Regions from separate parts of the Pan troglodytes genome. Here region 2 is linked to region 1. The links are chromatin contacts, called in public HiChIP or PLAC-seq maps. All regions are on one chromosome and are shown on one strand. Each heading gives the region's core, a stretch centred on a gene start, on an enhancer-like site or on the middle of the called end of the contact. The rest is flanking DNA. Distances are from core to core; before and after follow the strand shown. Region 1 holds the start of CASD1 (CAS1 domain containing 1). Region 2 holds the start of PEG10 (paternally expressed 10).

Evidence for each region. HiChIP or PLAC-seq counts read pairs in DNA pulled down with a chosen protein or histone mark.
Region 2: a contact with region 1 is called in an H3K4me3 HiChIP or PLAC-seq map of stem cell-derived excitatory neurons, with 2.6 times the contacts expected there. The contact joins the promoter of PEG10 here to the promoter of CASD1 in region 1. A contact is called at or near these places in 2 of 7 Hi-C or Micro-C datasets (blood and stem cell-derived neural progenitor cells) and 1 of 1 datasets of contacts at active chromatin or transcription factors (stem cell-derived excitatory neurons).

What each region holds. Positions count from the first base shown.
Region 1 is chr6:103,884,339-103,888,301 of NHGRI_mPanTro3-v2.0_pri, forward strand. It overlaps CASD1 (CAS1 domain containing 1), which reads left to right and starts at 2,582. Exons shown (of 21, transcript XR_001719382.4): 1 at 2,582-3,137. The region is part of intron 2 of LOC129144592 (a long non-coding RNA gene); the gene reads right to left.
Region 2 is chr6:104,030,881-104,034,925 of NHGRI_mPanTro3-v2.0_pri, forward strand. It overlaps PEG10 (paternally expressed 10), which reads left to right and starts at 2,713. Exons shown (of 2, transcript NM_001302445.1): 1 at 2,713-2,976. The coding sequence starts at 2,972. It overlaps SGCE (sarcoglycan epsilon), which reads right to left and starts at 2,657. Exons shown (of 12, transcript XM_009453639.2): 1 at 2,374-2,657. The coding sequence starts at 2,482.

The DNA of each region.
Region 1 (3,963 bases), core at 1,332-3,831:
AGTAAAAGGATAAGAAATGCAGGCAAGAAATCATCCCTTAACCAAGGTAACAGCAAGTGGATAGAGACGGGGCAACACAGTTGAGAGTTATTTAGAAGAAAGCAAGGATGACTCAAACACTGGCTTGGATAGCTGGGTTAATGATGAAAACTTAGGCATAAAGGTTGAAAGTAGATAAAGGAGAAGGAAGGTGATGAGTTTGTTTAGGAAATGATATATATTAGGTACCTGAAGGATATCCTAGTAGGCAGATGGTTCTTACAGCATGAGGATAGATAAATATGGACTGACATAATCAGGTGTGTGTGTGTGTGTGTGTGTGTGCGCGTGTGTATAAGGAAAGTGATCCCATGGCAGTGGTGGGACCACTAAATAATGACTAAGTGATCCTAAGGTCACTTAAAAACAGCAAGAAGTGGGCTGAAAACAAAGTCTCCGCTCTGTTTTAGATGGATACCAAATAAGGAAGAATGGTCAACAATGTCAGGTGCCACAAAATGGTCCAGGAAGATAAGGAATATAAAGTGTCCCTTGGATTTAACAAGTAGTCATACCACACAGCCTTGGTGAAGAACAAGGAAATGGCTGAAGAGAGAATGCTAATTGAGCCAGTGAAGGCAGAGAGTCAACACTGCTCTTTCTAGATGTTTGCCAGAGGAGGAAAGAGTTGATGAGGTAAACACGCAGGAACAGAGTCCATGGGTGTTTTTCATTAACAAAAAAAATTTTTTTTGGAGGAAGGCAAACAGCAAGGTGATAGGGAGAATTGGAAGACACAGAAAAAGAATGATTTGCATGGGGATAACTGATGGAGGAATCAACACCCTCAAGAAAGGAGGATAAGAAAAGATTCAGAGCAGAGGTAGAGAGATTGGCCTTAAACTTGAGAGAAGAAAAAGGAGGTTCACAAGCTATTTACAGTATTTCAGAAAGCCTTCTGGAAATTGCAATTAATAGAATGTCAAGTTTCTTTACTTTTTGCAGGCATTAACTCAACCCTTTGGGTTAACACTGGTTATTGCATGCTGATCAGAAATTCTAATTTGCTGTTGATGACATCATAGAAATGTCTAGGATGTGATTGGCAGACCATATATTGTTGGCAGAGTTATCTGGTTTTTACAATACCTAATTCTTACAACATGTGATCAACCTCCGATCAGAATGACAGCCAAAATTAAAAGACTATTTGCAGGGAACAGTGCCTAAGTGTTTGTACACTTATTTAACTTTATTGCTTATTAGCATTACATCCATGACAGTGATGTATGTGATTTCATTTAAGTGACAAAATCTTTCAAGATATAAAGTCCATGGATGAAAACATAATAAAGAGTCCTTGGATGAAGAGAATGGGAATGAGTAGACAAGATCTCTACAGTCCCTTCATATCTAATATTCTATAATTTTAAAAGGGGCCTATAAGCACAAGTTCAGGAATGGCTAAATGGGAAAGTTGTAAAGAATACTTGACAACACCCCAACTAAACAATGACTCACTCTAAACAAGGCAAGGCAAGTAGAATGGCAAGCAATGTAAATAACCATTCCCATCTGGAAGGCAACACAAGAAAAACCATTTAAAAAAGGGGTAGGGTGGGAGCGAGAGGAGAGTAGGGATAACAATGCTTTATTAAGGAAATGGAGTGCTGGCTTTATTGAGAATCACAAAACATTAACCAACGTTAGTAGCGGGGATGATTGTCATAAGCACATTAAGAAAAATTTTTTTTGGCTGGGCTTGGTGGCTCACGCCTGTAATCCCAGCACTTTGGGAGGCCGAGATGGGCAGATCATTTGAGGTCAGGAGTTGGAGACCAGCCTGACCAAAATGGTGAAACCCCCGTCTCTATTAAAATACAAAAATTAAACGGGTGTGGTGGCGGGCGCCTGCAATCTCTGCTACTCGGCAGGCTCAGGCAGGACAACCATTTGAACCCAGGAAGGGGAGGCTGCAGTGAGCTAAGATCACGCCACTGCACTAGAGCTTGGGCGACAGGGTGAGACTCCCTCTCAAAAAAAAACGAATTTTTTTGGCACATCGACCTAACCAAACTTGTGTAAATACAAGTGAGAGTCAGACTCTTTTCTCATCAACACCTACACTAAGTTAGGCTCCTTCTGTACCTTCCACTCGGAACTTTGGTGTACTTTCGCCCACCAGAACTGGGCAAACTGAGGACATTAAAAAAACGGTTTAAGAGAAACTGGCCAGAGCAGTGAGTTAAGTGTTAAGACTGGTTTCACTCCTGGGTTGGATGCCAGCAATCCATCGGCCAGCACCATCAACTGGATCCATCAATCCAATCTGGCCAGCACCCAGGGGCAGCCAGACTGACCAGCCAGGCCACGGATAGCCAGACAATAATCGACCTTAGGGTGTCCTTCGCATCCCGCTGGGCGGGTTCTGGGAGTAGAAGGCTGAGAAAGGGGAGTGTTGGGGAAGGAAGGAGTGGGACGATGTGTACTTTTCTCCCGGAACTGTAGTTCTATTGCCCCAACCTGGGCTCAGGTAGCGGCCAGTAAACTAGGAGACAGCCCTAAGGCTCGCGTCCGGGCCAGGCGGGTACCCCTAGTACTCTCTCCCCACACCCCCATGGCTCTGCCGCAGCCGCCGCCGCCCGCCGGGGCGCGTGACCCGGTGACCCCGGAGCACTGGGCATCCGGACCCCCCTCGCAGGCGCAGCCGCTATTAAGGCAGGAGGCTAAAGAGGAGGAGGAAGGGGAGGAGACAGGCGTCCAGGGCGCCTGGGGAACCGGCACGGCGGAGCAGCGGCGGCGGGGCTGGGGGGAGGCCGCCGAGTCGGCCGCGGCCGAGGAGGGGCAGGCGGAGGTCGGGGGCGCCGCGGCCGCGGGGTCAGGTTCCCCGGCGGGAGGCGCAGGTGGCGGCCTGGGGAGCTGGCGGCCGCTCCTCGCCTGGCTGCAGCGGCGGCAGCCCCAGTGCTGCCCCTGTGCGGCGCCCCTTTCCCGCTCCGCCGCGCACTGTTGTCATGGAGGAACCAAGATGGCGGCTCTGGCCTACAACCTGGGCAAGCGGGAGATCAACCACTACTTCAGCGTGAGGAGCGCCAAGGTGCTGGCGCTGGTGGCCGTGCTGCTGCTCGCAGCGTGCCACCTCGCCTCCCGCCGCTACCGAGGTGAGCGGGCCCTCCCCCCTGCCCGGGCAGGCCGTGGGGGAGGCGGCGACGCGGCGGCTGGAGGCCGCCCCCATCGCCCAACACACGCCCACGCGGCCTCCCGCCGGCCCGGCCCGCGGGGGAGGCGGTTCCCCCACGTGCCCCCAGGTGTCCCCAGCAGCGGCCGGCGCCCGAGGCCAACTGAGTGGACCCCAGTGGGGGCCACCAAAGGACAATGGCTGGTGGTTCTGGGCGCCCCGAGCCGCCCGCGCTGGGGTCGGGGGCGCCAACCCTGGACCTGGCCCAAAGTGCTGCTGAGGTCCGGCTCCTGAGCGGTCTGGGTTCGGGGAGACGCGCCAGATCAGGGGCTCGCGTGCAGGAAGTCGGACAGGCGGTCCTTGGGGGCAGCCCGGGGCGCATGAAGCCCAAGGCCGCCCTGCAAGGGGCACCGCTGCCAGCAGTGGGGTCGCAGGTCCTGCCTCTTAAGGGTCCGGCTCCTTAGCCTTTGTTTAATTTTGCCTCTGCCCTGTAACACCCAGTCTGGGCTGTTGGACAGCGGCAAGGGCCGCCCCCATTTTCCTTTGCCAAAAGGGCGACAGCTGGCAAAAGATGCCTGTGGCCAAATGGAAGAGGTGCTACCCAGCTTTTGTGATACAGAAACGTTAAAAGGCTTCGGAGTGCACTTTTTACAAAGTTAAGGCACCAGAGCAGATTTTTGGAAGGAAGTTGTGGGTTGACAGGCGTAAAGGTGGGCAGTTGAAAGCAAGTTGTAAGCACTTTGAAAGCAGGCCTTGGCCATGGGTTTTGAAATTGGTGTAAAGGGGAAAAGGAAATATGACCTGATTTG
Region 2 (4,045 bases), core at 1,463-3,962, 150 kb after region 1:
TCTGTTTTATTTTTAGTATTGTTTTGTTTTTTGGATAACAAAAAGGTTTTATCTAAATTACTTATATATTGATGCTGTTTTTTCCCTTAGAAAATTCTATTTCTAAGCAAAGTGAAAATATTTTCATATGTAGAGGAATAAAAAACTACAATATGTTAGAATAGTGAGATGAGAGAAAATTCTTCTCAGTTTTCTGGTTTTAAATATTTATGTACTAAGGTTGTTCATTTAAAATTTTAATTAAAAAATTAATTAATATTATTTCCTTTAAAGAAAGCTCTCCAAACTTAATGTTATTTAACATTTAAAGGCTCTTTGGAAAGAAAATAATCGAGGAGAATTAATTTGATCTTGTTTTTAACTTTTAGAAAGTATTTAACTGCAATCCTATGAAAAATATTTATTGTATAGCTACCTATATATGCATAGAGAACGTCTGAAAAAGCAGACTCTATAATGTTTACTGGTGTTATTGCAGGGTGAATAGGTTACAGGTGACCTTTTCTTTAGAGTTTTCTAGGGTTTTCTCTCCTGAATTTTGTACAATGACCTGAAATTACTTTTATTATGGTAAAATACTAATTACGTTTTTTTAAAAAAGTCCTGGTTAGCATTTTGAAATGAAAAAATCAAATTGGTTCAAACTTGTTCAAACTTTTAAAGTCTTAAGATGGATTTTTGAACTTTAATTTTTCCTGCTTTTCATCTATACTGGTTTTAAATCTCAATTTTTAGAAGAATAATGTCTCAGTTAACTAGGTGAAGTAACTTTCGAATTTAAACAAACAAACAAAACTGGTAAGAATTTGACAGCGGTCACCAGAACAGTACTCTACCAAGCATAAGAAATCCTGGAATTATTCTATCTTGCAGAAGAGGGTGAACATCCTAAAGATTAAATTAAAAGGCACTTCTAAAAAGTATAATTGTGTTTACCCAACTTCCTAGGGAAATGTCTTTGTTAAAAAGCTGCATTTCATTCATTCATATTCCGGATAGTGGGCATTTTCTCTCTAATAAAAAGTAAAATCTCAGTAAATGGGCTACAGTTTTGTTTATTCCTAGAAAGGCTCGCTTTTAAAGTGCGGTGTCTGCAACGTTGTTATGACAATAAGTCAAATTCTTATTGATATTCCAAGTATAAAATAATCCGTAGCAATGTTACTAAAATATGCTCAATTTTGCTCTTCAAATATGAAAGCGTTTCATCTGTGTTTCAGAAACCTAACTCAGCTGTAGACAATTTGGTTTTCCCTTTTAACTTAAACTTGTTTTACTAAGATCATCAACAGATTGTCAGTTTCCCAAGCGCCTAACACTGAGGCGCTTAGATGGGAATCCGCGTTAAGGTTTTATTTAGCATCCTTCCTCATCAGAATTTTAGCGTCTTATCAGCCACTGCAATTTTCCCTGACATAAAATATATATGTTCATAGTACAAATGCACGCAAATATTTGTGGCCGAATCTCGGCAACCCGCTGGAAAGGATTAAACGTGCGGTTGCCGTGACTAAACGCATTCATTCACCCTACAAGATTTAGGAAAATGTAACGTTGCAAGGGAAGCAAGGTCTCTGTGTAAACCTCGTAATCGCCACCAAAAGTCCGTAGCTGGGAGCCTTCAAAGCCCGCCAAACACACTGGAAGCATCCACAGCTGTTTTAAATTGGTTTTGGTTTCTGGAAATAGCGCACTCGGTACGGCAGCATCTCTGGCCTCCAGCCGGGGTTAACCCTGACCTGAATGCCCTGTTTAGCTCCCAGCATTTCATGATTCCGCGTCCCTGCTCCGTAAAACCGAAGAAAACCGAGATTTCCGCCACCGAGAAATGCACTTAGCAAGAGGGGGAAATTCGGTGTTTTAAATGTCATATTTTTGTGTTCTCTACCACGATCAAGAAAAGGAAAAAAGATGTGTTTGTGTAGCGGGGACGCAGCTTGACACCCATTTCCTTTGGCTCGCATCGAGGTCGCAGAGCCCAATCGCGGGGAAACGGGCCCCCCAGAAAAACAGGCAACGACCCCCAGCTCTTTGCTACAGGGATCGGGAGAGGACTACCCTGGGGCTGGGCGGGGAGGGGGATGTTGGGAACAGGAATTGGAGATGGAATTTCTGCGCCCGCAGAGCAGGGAGGGGCCCGCGGGGGCGCGGAGAGGAAAAAAAAAAAAAGGCCAGGGGTCAAGCCTGGGGAGAGAGAAGCTGGGCCGGGGAAATGGGGTACAAGGTGTACTGAAGGAGGGGTACGGTGGGGTCCGGGACAGAAAGAGAGGCTGGTACCCAAAGGGCGCGCTCAGGCGCCCGGAACCCGAGCGGGGGAGGGGGAGGCGGCGGCCTGTTGGCCCCGGACCTCCACGTCGCGCGCAGGCCACTAACCTGTCAGCAAGAATGTGCCAGTGGTCGCGGGGCTCATCCTGCGTGTCCCCCGACCCTGTCCCGTCCAAGCACAGGGGTCTCCCAGCTCCCACCACCGGGGCAATTGCATTCTTGGCCTGGCTAGGCCGTCCGTCCTCGATTCTCCCCTCCCCTCCCTTTCTTCTTCCCTCCCAGCTTGGCCAGTTCAGCATCAGCATCCCGCACCCCCTCGGTAATCCCGTACTCCCTCTAGCGGCGGGCCACTGCAGCGTGGCCACCGCCCCCACCCCCATCCCCCATCCCCCGCACCCCCCTCCACCCCCTAGCCCGCGGAGCACGCTGGGATTTGGCGCCCCCCTCCTCGGTGCAACCTATATAAGGCTCACAGTCTGAGCTCCTGGTACACGCGCTTCAACTTCGGTTGGTGTGTGTCGAAGAAACCTGACTGCGCCCTGAGGAGAACAGCGGAGAAGGTCCACCGAGCCTGGCGAAAGGTCCGCTGAGCGGGCTGTCGTCCGGAGCCACTCCGGGCTGCGGAGCACCCAGTGGAGACCGCGCCTGGCTCAGGTGTGGGACCCCATCCTTCCTGTCTTCGCAGAGGAGTCCTCGCGTGGTGAGTATGCGGTGAGGACGTTTTTTTTTTTTAAAGATCACGTTCATTCCCCGTGCTTATCGGGAGCTGCGGGAGATGGAGTAGCACCCCAGAATGTCTCCACGCAAAACTTGTCACGCCTTCACTGGCTGTACCCCAAAACAAATGGGGAAACCAAGCCTTAAAGGCTTGGGTTTCCAGGACCAAGTCCAGATACGGGCTGTAGACAGAGATGAGCTGCGGACAGTGATGAGCTGCAGACGGTCAGGAGCTACAGATCGATTTGCAATTTGCTCTTCAAATGCGCTACCAAGTGCCATGCTTTACAAACAGATAAGCGCTTCAAATGCGCTACAAACTGGCGCTTCAGATGCGCTACAAGCACGCTTCACGCGGGCGACAAACTGATGGGTGCTACAACTGGCGCTTAATTGCGCTATAAACTGATGGGCGCTTTATGTGCCACAAACTGACGGATGGGCGCTTCAGTGGCGCTACAATCCAGAACGAGGAGCAGCGATATAGGAGCTGCAGACAGAAAACTGAATTGCGCTTTACACGCGCTGCAAAATCTGAGCTGCAGAAGAGTAGCACTACAAAAAACGCTACAAAAACGATGCGATTAGCCAGCCCGACAACAGCGCTTCATTGCGCTGCGAGGCACATGAACTGCAGAGGTACATGAGCTGCGGAACAATTCACACCTAAGATGCACTACAAAGTGGTAAGAGCTGCAGAGGTACAGGAGCTGCAGACTGTTTGCGCTACAAATAAAGCAGCCGTAGTGGGACATGAGCTGCGGAGTACAATTCCTCTGTTTTCTTGGAGCAGGACCCCACCCTTTCACCTTTTGGAATGGCTCCCACTCTATTTTTCTGCAGGACGGTTCTCTGCATGATGGTGCTGGTAGACAAAATGGAGCCCCGGGCAAAAATTAGTGTTTAACATTCTACCCACACCATTCCCGCTATAGCAGTGGAGTGGAGGGGCACTGATTGGAGTGGAAATGGGAATCTTTTGGTGATGGCAGAGCAGGCTGCCTGCCTACTTGTGCTTGATTGAAGTGGCGGTGTAGTTGTGGTGGCGCGAATCAGCGTCCAG